2 separate regions of the Oryctolagus cuniculus genome follow, and region 2 is linked to region 1. Evidence: chromatin contacts called from public Hi-C data. All regions are on one chromosome and are shown on one strand. Each heading gives the region's core, a stretch centred on a gene start, on an enhancer-like site or on the middle of the called end of the contact. The rest is flanking DNA. Distances are from core to core; before and after follow the strand shown. Region 1 overlaps SPOP (speckle type BTB/POZ protein). Region 2 holds the start of SPOP (speckle type BTB/POZ protein).

Region 1 (4,268 bases), core at 143-2,642:
AGAGAGGTCTTCCCCAACCACTCAACCTGTAGTACCCCCTTCTGGCCTGCTCCTCCCATCACACTGCCTCTCTTATTACCACTATCTGAAATGATCTCTGATTTTTCCCTTATGTCTCCCTGACTAGAAGTTATGCCTACCTGGCAAGACACCATTCTCAGTGACCAGGATGGAATCCTAATGGGCACTCAATAAATTCATGGGGCTTGTGCTGTGGCATAGCAGGTGAAGCCACTGCCTGCAACACTGACATCCCATTTGGGCACTGGTTTGTGTCCCAGGTGCTCCACTTCTGATCCTCCCTGCTAATGTGCCTGGGAAAACAGTGGAAGATGGAACAAGTGGTTGGGCCTTTGCATCCATGTGGGAGACCTGGAATAAGCTCTGGGTTCCTGGCTTTGGTTTGGCTCAGCCCTGACGGTTGCAGCCATCTAGGGAGTGAACCAGAGGGGATGGAAGATCCCTCTTTCTCTTCCTTCTCTCTCTGCAACTCTGACTTTCAAATAAATAAATTAATTAAACAAAAATCTGGTCAATGAAATTGTGGTTGAATAAATAGATTTTCTCTTTTGAAATCATATTTTTCCTTAATGAGTTCTAGTTATAAAGTTAAAATGGGAGTTGAATGAATGCAACTATAGGAATCTAAGCATTCTTTTGAAACAATACATTTAAAAAATTATCAGTTCAGTTCACTCCAATTTAAAATACATTTCAAAATTACACTCTTCCTTAATTTAAAAAAAATTTTTTTTAATTCAAGAAAACTTGGAAGAGAAGGGAAACTTGAAAGGGGTATGGGGGAGTTCCTGAAACCAAAAGATAAAGTGAGAGAAGCACACTTCCTGGAATAAGTCAATTCTGGCTACAGAAAGTACCATTACAGCAGCTGCCAGGAGCCCAGGCTACACCTCTAAATTATCTCAAGTTAAATTCTATATAATAAAATTTCAATATGCTGACAGTCAGCTGAGGCAGATTTTTAGCATTTTCTTAGATTTGACTTATGATTTTCATATCAGACACTGGGTTTGAGTCCCTTAAAATTGCCAAGTGGAGAACAGATAATTATCATTTAATATACACACAATTCAAACATGTAAATATGTAGACATATCTTAAAATATACACAGACACAACTATACGAAGCTAATGCACAGAACATATTTCTGAGTTGCTTTCCCAACGGTTTTACGTAAGGACAAATCAGACACTGGTATTTCCTGTGCAAGTCAGTGCCCCTGGCTCACAGATATTTCTTATGCAGTAGACATGCTGAAATGAAGAAGTTTAGAAACTTTTTTGTATATAAACAGGCTTCAACCTCCTTCTTGATCTAAGGACAGAGTACAGCTAGAAGATAGTAAGACACAGTGTTTTGTAGAAATAGCCTGGCTAGCAAAGCTCATCCAGGCAAAGTCGAGCTGAAGACGAACAAGGAGGCACATCCAGTAGGAAAACAACAGATTGCTCCCCCTGCCTCGCAAGCCTCAGTGTGTGCTGGCTGTTTGCTGCCTTACTGCCCTTCTTACAGGTTATAAATAACTACAAACTGTCCTTGTCCCCAAGGAGACCTTAGCAGCTAGCTCAAAGGTTAAAATGCAGGATAATTCTCACTGTGGATGCATTTTTTTTTTTTAGTTAGCAAAAACAAAGAGCAGAAAAATTTATTGCCAATTTAAATTAAGCTGGGAAATCATTCCTTCTCCTTAAAAGCTGTTCATTATGTAAGAGCTACTGATACAGACATATCAGCACGATTCTCTACCCCAAAATCTGTCCAGGAAGATTGCAACACATCTCTGCTCCACACGCAGACATCTGTCCTGGAAAGGGGCAGATGCCACTTAATCACCTTGCAGGACTGCAACTCCTTAGATCTTTCTGAAGACTTTTTGTTTGGTTTTCTAATTTAGGCACAAGTGACTGCTAAGCTAAATATATCCCCATAACATCAGAGGGGAAAAAAAATCTACAGTTGGGTGGAGGACCCAGCAGACTCAACCATGGCTGCACAAGTAGAGGTCTCATAGGTGATGTGCTGCTGCTGCTAATAACAGAGCCCCCGCTAGGAAGAAAAACTCCTGCAGCTGTTTAAAAACAAAAAACAAAACCAGCAGATAGGGTTCATCAGATTAAGCTTTTCCACGCATCACTTTCAAAACCCATCACTTGGGAGATATCCGAAAAAGAGCTACAATGATCCAAGCCAGGAAACAAAACGTGATTATAAAGGGGCTATTTCACTTCAAAGTGGGTCTCCGTTCCAAAAGAAAACATCCTTAGGAATGAATTTAGAAAGGCAAAACCAAACAATCAGCAACTTTTTCATTCTCACAAATTAGAATCATGTGTTGATTCCACGGAATAGCTTGGGCACAAATCTCTAGGGCCACGAAGAGCAAAGTTGGGAAAGATGAATATGTTAACACATCCCACATATTATCAAAAATTTCTCATCTAGGTTGAAAAAAATCTACTTAATAGAAACAAGAGCTGAAAAAGAATCCATAAAGGGAGGAAAGAGAAAGAAGAGGGGAAACCCTGTTAAGATTCTATTTGTTGTATAATGAATATTCCCAAAGCTGTTTTGGGAGTTGAGAGGCTGTGGTCTTCTACCCTGTCGTTTATGATTAAGAACCTTATAAAATATAAGCAGTAAATGGTAAACAGATGAAAGAGGCAGCCCTGATACCACCTAAGCATGTCCAGTCTGAGGAATTCAAATACAGAACAGTCACTTCATGAAACAAACAGGAGAGGTTGCATAACCCCACAAGTCCCAAAAGACCTTGTCGACCTTGGACCCAAAAGACCTTGTCGACCTTGGAGGCCTTGCAGAAGCCAAACCAGGGGTGAGGGGTGGAGTGTACTCCTTGGCTTTCTATACTTCAGTCAAGCCATTTCAAAATCTTTTTTATGAAGTTTTTGTTTAATAAGTCTATAGGCACTTGCTATTTTCTTTTTTTAAAATGTTTGTCTATTTTTTATTTGAAAGGCAAAGTTAGAGAGAGAGAAGGAGAGGGAGAGAGAGCTTTCATCCACTGGTTCACTCTCCAAATGGCCACAATGGCTAGGGCTAGGCCAAGCTGTACAAGCCAGGAGCTTCTTCTGGGTCTCCCACATGGGTGCAGGGGCCCAAGCACTTGGGCCATCTTCCCCTGCTTTCCCAGGTGCACTGGTAGGGAAACAGATCTGAAGTGGAGCAGCCAGGACTTGAATGGGTACCCATAATGTGATGCCAGCGTTGCAGGCGGTTTAACCTGCTATGCCACAACTTTGGCTCCTTCAGAGCAGTTTGCTAACAACTATCTGGCTACAGAAGGGGCCCAAGAAATTAATTTCAAAAGAGAAAATCTAAATTGTCTTAAGGTATACAATCTGGAATAAATGCATTAACTTGAACATTGAAAAGGCCCTCCTGCCAGAGAGAATTTGATCTACAACAAAGGCAACCAATTACATTCAAAATTACTACTATCTACTATCTAGCAGTACAGAATTACTATTCCCCGGAAATGATTCTTTTTATGAAAGCACTCAGACCTCCCTGTGACTGAGACAGATGAGACAGAGGGAGGTCTATGCACGCATGGACCTTACCTAAGAAAACAAATTCCCTCTTCTTCCCCCAACTCCTAAAGCTAGTAAAAATAAGCCAAACTCTGTGTTAATGTTAAGGTTCTAAGTAAACTAACTGGAACAAAGGATAGGCAAGAAGTGCTCAGATTTAAATGTTCATTCCAAAACTCATGACTCAAGGAAAAAGTAAAACCACACTGGCACACAAAACAGGAAAGTTAGACAGAACGTCTGTTTTAACAGACTTTCCTGATCCTGACAATCTGTATTAGGACTTAGGACTAAATGCACCAACACCTATTTTACCTAACAAGATTCTAGAAGCATCTGAGGTAAAAATCTTAAATCACAAAGTAAAACTTTTAAGGTGGTATCCAAAATGCTAGAAAGATTTTTCAAAAATTTATTTGATGAAAAATTTTTTAAAATTTTATTTATTTGGGAAGCAGACAGAACATGAGCTTCCCATCTACTGGTTCACTTTCCAGATGTCTCCAATGGCCAGGGCTGGGCCTGGGCCAGAAGACAGGAATGCGGGCCAGGTCTCTCCATGTAGCTCAGTAACTTGAGCCACAGCTGCTGCCTCCCAGGGTCTGCTTTGGCAGTAAGCCAGGGTCAGGAGCTGGCGCTGGCTATCGAACCCAGGTAATGTGGTTCGGGACATGAGATTCTTAACTGCCAGCAAG
Region 2 (4,543 bases), core at 195-2,694, 46 kb after region 1:
CTGGAAACCCAGGTCCCAGCTCACTAAAATCCCACGGTGCTTAAAGTTTTTTAATTCTTTTTATTTGCCAAAATGAAAGAAAAGTCATTTTTATTACTTAAAACTTCCACTGGTCAAGTTCCTGCCCACCATTAGTCTCTAACTGTCTTTGTTTTCATGTGATGATCACAGAGCTTCAATAATGTACAGCTAAAACCAAAGTGCTAAGGGAGATCTTTCATAAAAAAAAAAAAAAAAAAAAAGGTGGGGGCCACAGGTCACACAGGTAGGGGGAGGTGAGAACCTTGTCTGGATTCCCAACGCCTCCAACTGCAGGCTCTGCATCTCCACTTTATCTGGTTCTCTGAAGATAACCAGAGTTTTACCAAGAGGAACCCTCCGACACACACTCAAGTTTCTTTCCTATGACCTTTAGCCTCCTTAGCAAGGCCACCAAAATCCCTGCGCAAAGAATTGAATGGGTTGGGCGTCTACTCCTAAACACAGGGGAAGTTCCTAAGAGTCGAGGAAAGGAAAAGTAACTTGCAAGTCGCAGCTAAGTTTCAACAGCAGGGTCAGCGTGGGACACGCCGGCTCCGGGAGGTGTCTGTAGCCCGGGAGTCTCTAGGGAAACACAGATGCGAACAGGGCTTTGTCTCCAAGTCCCTCGCATAATTTAAATTCTCCCTTTTGGATAGGAGCACGAGCTCACAGTCGGGCAAGTCTCGCGCACGGCCCAGGAAGAAGGCGGGCGCATGGTCAAGGGGCTCTTTATCCCGCAGGTCCCCGCAACACCGCGATGCGCATGCGCCCCGAGGGCAGCGAGAAGGCACCCCAAGCTCGTTCACACTCGCGCATGCGCAGTCACCCATCTCGCCGCAGGCGACAGCTCACTATTTGGCAAGGGGGATGGGGCTGGGAAATGATTGGGGGGGGTGCCGAAGGCAGGGGGCGCGTTTGTGTCTCCTGAATGCTTGGGATAAGGAGAAGGACGGTTGATTAGGCTCTGGCATTCGCGAACCAAGTAACCCGGTGCAGGAAATGGGGCAGAGAGGAGCATATGTGTGTTGGGGGGGGGGGGGGAGTGGGAGGTCAATCACCTCTTAAGGGAGGCGCCCCCCGACTCCGACACGACAACCCCCTCCCTCGACTCTCCTCCCCCCCACTCACCTGAGAGCGGCGGCGACAGCTGCTGGTCCCCGTCCCCCTGCGCTCGCCTCATACTGTCCGCAACATCCGGGACCTGCGGGACCGCCGATACACAAATACACATACACTCGGAACGCGCACACTCACACACATACCCCCCGACACACACCGGCCGGAGCGTCCTGGCGTCAGCACGTCGACGCAGCGAACGCGTACCCGCCGGGCCCCACCCCGCGCGGCCGCCTCCCCTCCTCTCCGGGCCGCTTCCCTGCCCTCCCTGGCTTCTCCCGCCCCTCCTCCCGCTTCCTCAAGACTCCGCCTCCTCCCCCCAACGCGCATGCGTCCCGGCGGCCTCGCCCAGGTCCGGGGACTTGACGGGGAGGAGGGGCCTGGGTCGAAAGAGGCGGGAACTCGGCGGGGGTCGCGTGCCCTGCGCGGTAGGACGTGGCAAGGCGCGAGGACCGAAGAGAGACAAACCAAGTGGAGGGGCAGGGCGTCGTTGGAACGAGAAAGGCTCACAACAGCAGCTTCCACTTGCAAGCAGTTTATGGTTTGCCAAGTACTTGAGCTCATTTTCTTTAAACCAGCCCTTTCAGGAACATCGGTTTGGGACTTTAGGGTGATGCTAGAGGTCCTTTTAAGCCTCTTTTTTTTTTTTTTTTTTTTTTTTTTTTGACAGGCAGAGTGGACAGTGAGAGAGAGAGAAAGGTCTTCCTTTTGCTGTTGGTTCACCCTCCAATGGCCACTGCGGCCGGCTCACCGCACTGATCTGAAGCCAGGAGCCAGGTGCTTCTCCTGGTCTCCCATGGGGTGCAGGGCCCAAGGACTTGGGTCATCCTCCACTGCACTCCCTGGCCACAGCAGAGAGCTGGCCTGGAAGAGGGGCAAGCGGGACAGAATCCGGCGCCCCGACCGGGACTAGAACCCGGTGTGCCGGCGCCGCAAGGCGGAGGATTAGCCTAGTGACCCGCGGCGCCAGCCAAGCCTCCTTTGAAAGTTAGCGCTTGGAAACAAAAGGAAGGAGCCGGCGTTGTGGCACAACGGGGTAAGCTGCTGCATGCAGCGCCAACATCCCATTCGAGCGTCGTTTTGAGTCCCAGCCGCTCCACCTTCCTGCTGACGTTCCAGGAAAGCAGCGGAAGACGGCCCAAGAGCTGGCATTCCTGCCACCCTCGTGGGAGATCCGGATGAAACCCGGCGTCTCTCCCAAGGTTGCCTCCGCCCCAGCGGTGCAGGCTGTTTGGGGGGGGGGGGGGGGTGAACCAGCCTGTGGGAAGATGTCTCTGTCTCTCCCTCTCTCTCTAACTGTGCCTTTCCAATAAATATTCTAAAAAAGAAAAAAAAAAGGACCCCTCTTTTGGGAAAGGCAGCGGGATCTTTAGGTGGCCTCGCTGGAAGGAAGCAGTTCCATGACCATTGGCTTGGCCCCGGTCTCTCCTAGCTCCCCGACGGGATAAAATGATGCCTGATGTTAGTGAAAGAGAAAAACCTGGGGCCAGGGTTGTGGTGCAGCAAGTTAAGCCGCAGCCTGGGCCACGTGCACCCCATATTAGCGCTAGCTCAGGCGCCAGCTGCTCCACTTCTGATCCGCTCTCTGCTGAGGCACCTGGGACAGCAGCAGAGCATGGCCTGAGTGTTTGGGCCCCTGCACCCTTGTGGGAGTCCCAGGTGGAGTTCCAGGCTTCTGGCTTGGGCCTGGTCTAGCCCTGGCGGATGCAACCATTTGGGGAGTGAACCAGTGGATGGAAGCGCTCGCTCGCTCTCTCTCTCTCTCTCACTCACTCCCCTTTCAAATAAATCTTTAAAAAGCAAATCTCAGAGGTCATGGCCCTGGGAGGGAAAATGTCGCCTCCCTATTAGAGGGGCAGTGATGGGATATTTGTTACTGCTACGATTCTTTCCTTTAGCTCAAACTTTGAAGAGTTAGCCTTACTGAATGAAGCCAGAAACTGCAGAGCAGGCACCGTCTCGGTCATTCTGCAGACATACACATACATGATGCAGGCGCACCCAGCGTAGGATGCAACCTGCTGAGCCCTGACACAGGTGACAAGGTGTGGGCCCTGCCTTGGGAACGGCTTCCGGGAGCCGTGCTGCCTCCAGGCCTGTGGGACTATCTCCAGGAGACGGTACCCACTGCCTCCTGCCACGTGTGTCCTGGCGCCAGGTGTCTGTTCAGTGGGGAAGGCTGGGAGCCCACAGGCAAAGCCACAGGGGGTTTTGGAAAGAATCCCCTGACAGTGCCAGGCTGTCTTCCACTTTCAAGCACAGAAGCAGACCCTACAATCCCACAGCTTAAAATTCCCCAGGAATCATGGTCCAAACACGCCTACAGCTGGCACAACCCGCACGTCATCCAAAATAATGAAAAAAAAGAAAAATGGAGATCTCTTAAATGTTGCAGTGATGTGGTTAGCATGTCTGCCCCACTTAAGACAAAGAGCTATTCTTGCCTATCGGGTGGATGCTTGAAACTTTCCAAGTAGATTGCACTCATGTCATTATCAACAGCCTTCATCCCTTCAGCAGCAGCCAACAGGGTTTTGGGCCTTGTGAAAATTCAGAATGCCCTAGGGGTAACCCAGTAACTCCTGCTGGTGTCTTCTCTCAGGCTGTTCTGATGCCTGTTCTCTGGACTGCAGATTTCACAGGAAGGCTGAAAAGACAAAAATAAGGTAGATCTTGGGGAGGGAGCATGGGGGTGGGAAGGGAAGTGGGGGCATGGACAACCTACTCAGGTGCCCCCACAGTGGGAGCTAATCATTATGGTTAGCCAGATGCTGCCCAGGACCTGGGAGGGTGCCCCGGGGGCCAGTGAGTTTGTGCCAGCAGCTTGTCCTGGCTGGGCCTGAATCCCCAGTAATCTGGAAAGATATGAGAGGTCGAGTCCCCATCTGCAGCCTGGTGCGACAAGGCTCCCATTCTACTGTGGGGACCACACCGCCCACCTGAGCTATGACCCTACCAGCCTCTGTATAAAGGACTTTGATTTGGTGTGGAGCTGATTAAACGATTGTAGATGTCCTTGGAAGCACTATGTAGAAGAATTTTAAACAGCTTCTCCTTTTTAATATGCACTTCCTCTTCGGTTTTAATTATTTTGTTCCTACATTTTCCCTTTCAATTTACTAAAATCTAGAAATGTAATTAGAGCAGAGACTGGGCTCAGAGAAAGCTGCCAGGATTTCTGCAGCATGATTAAATATACCAGGCATCCCTTTAGTGTGGAACTGAAAAATAGGATTCTCATTATTATCTTTTCCTTATCCAGGAAAGAATCAGCACCACATACAGATACGGATTTATTGAAAATACGGCACTAATTAAAAACTCACGCAGCCTCTTGACTAGGCTTGGGTAAAAAGAAAAAAAGAAAGAAAGAAAAGTGCAGTTATTTAATTATTGCCTCCATTTA

Evidence for each region. Hi-C and Micro-C count contacts between places; a contact is called where the count stands out from the background.
Region 2: a Hi-C map of liver shows a contact between it and region 1, with 4 times the contacts expected there. The contact joins the promoter of SPOP here to the enhancer-like site in region 1. A contact is called at or near these places in 3 of 6 Hi-C or Micro-C datasets (liver, psoas muscle and skin fibroblasts).

Annotation. Positions count from the first base shown.
Region 1 is chr17:25,640,424-25,644,691 of mOryCun1.1, forward strand. The region is part of intron 2 of SPOP (speckle type BTB/POZ protein); the gene reads right to left. Among named protein-coding and RNA genes, the nearest start is that of SPOP, 45 kb to the right of the region's middle. Within about 2 kb of position 1,393, at least 3 of the 8 cell types and tissues checked have an H3K27ac peak or open chromatin away from gene starts, as enhancers often do.
Region 2 is chr17:25,686,494-25,691,036 of mOryCun1.1, forward strand. It overlaps SPOP (speckle type BTB/POZ protein), which reads right to left and starts at 1,445. Exons shown (of 11, transcript XM_002719303.5): 1 at 1,150-1,445.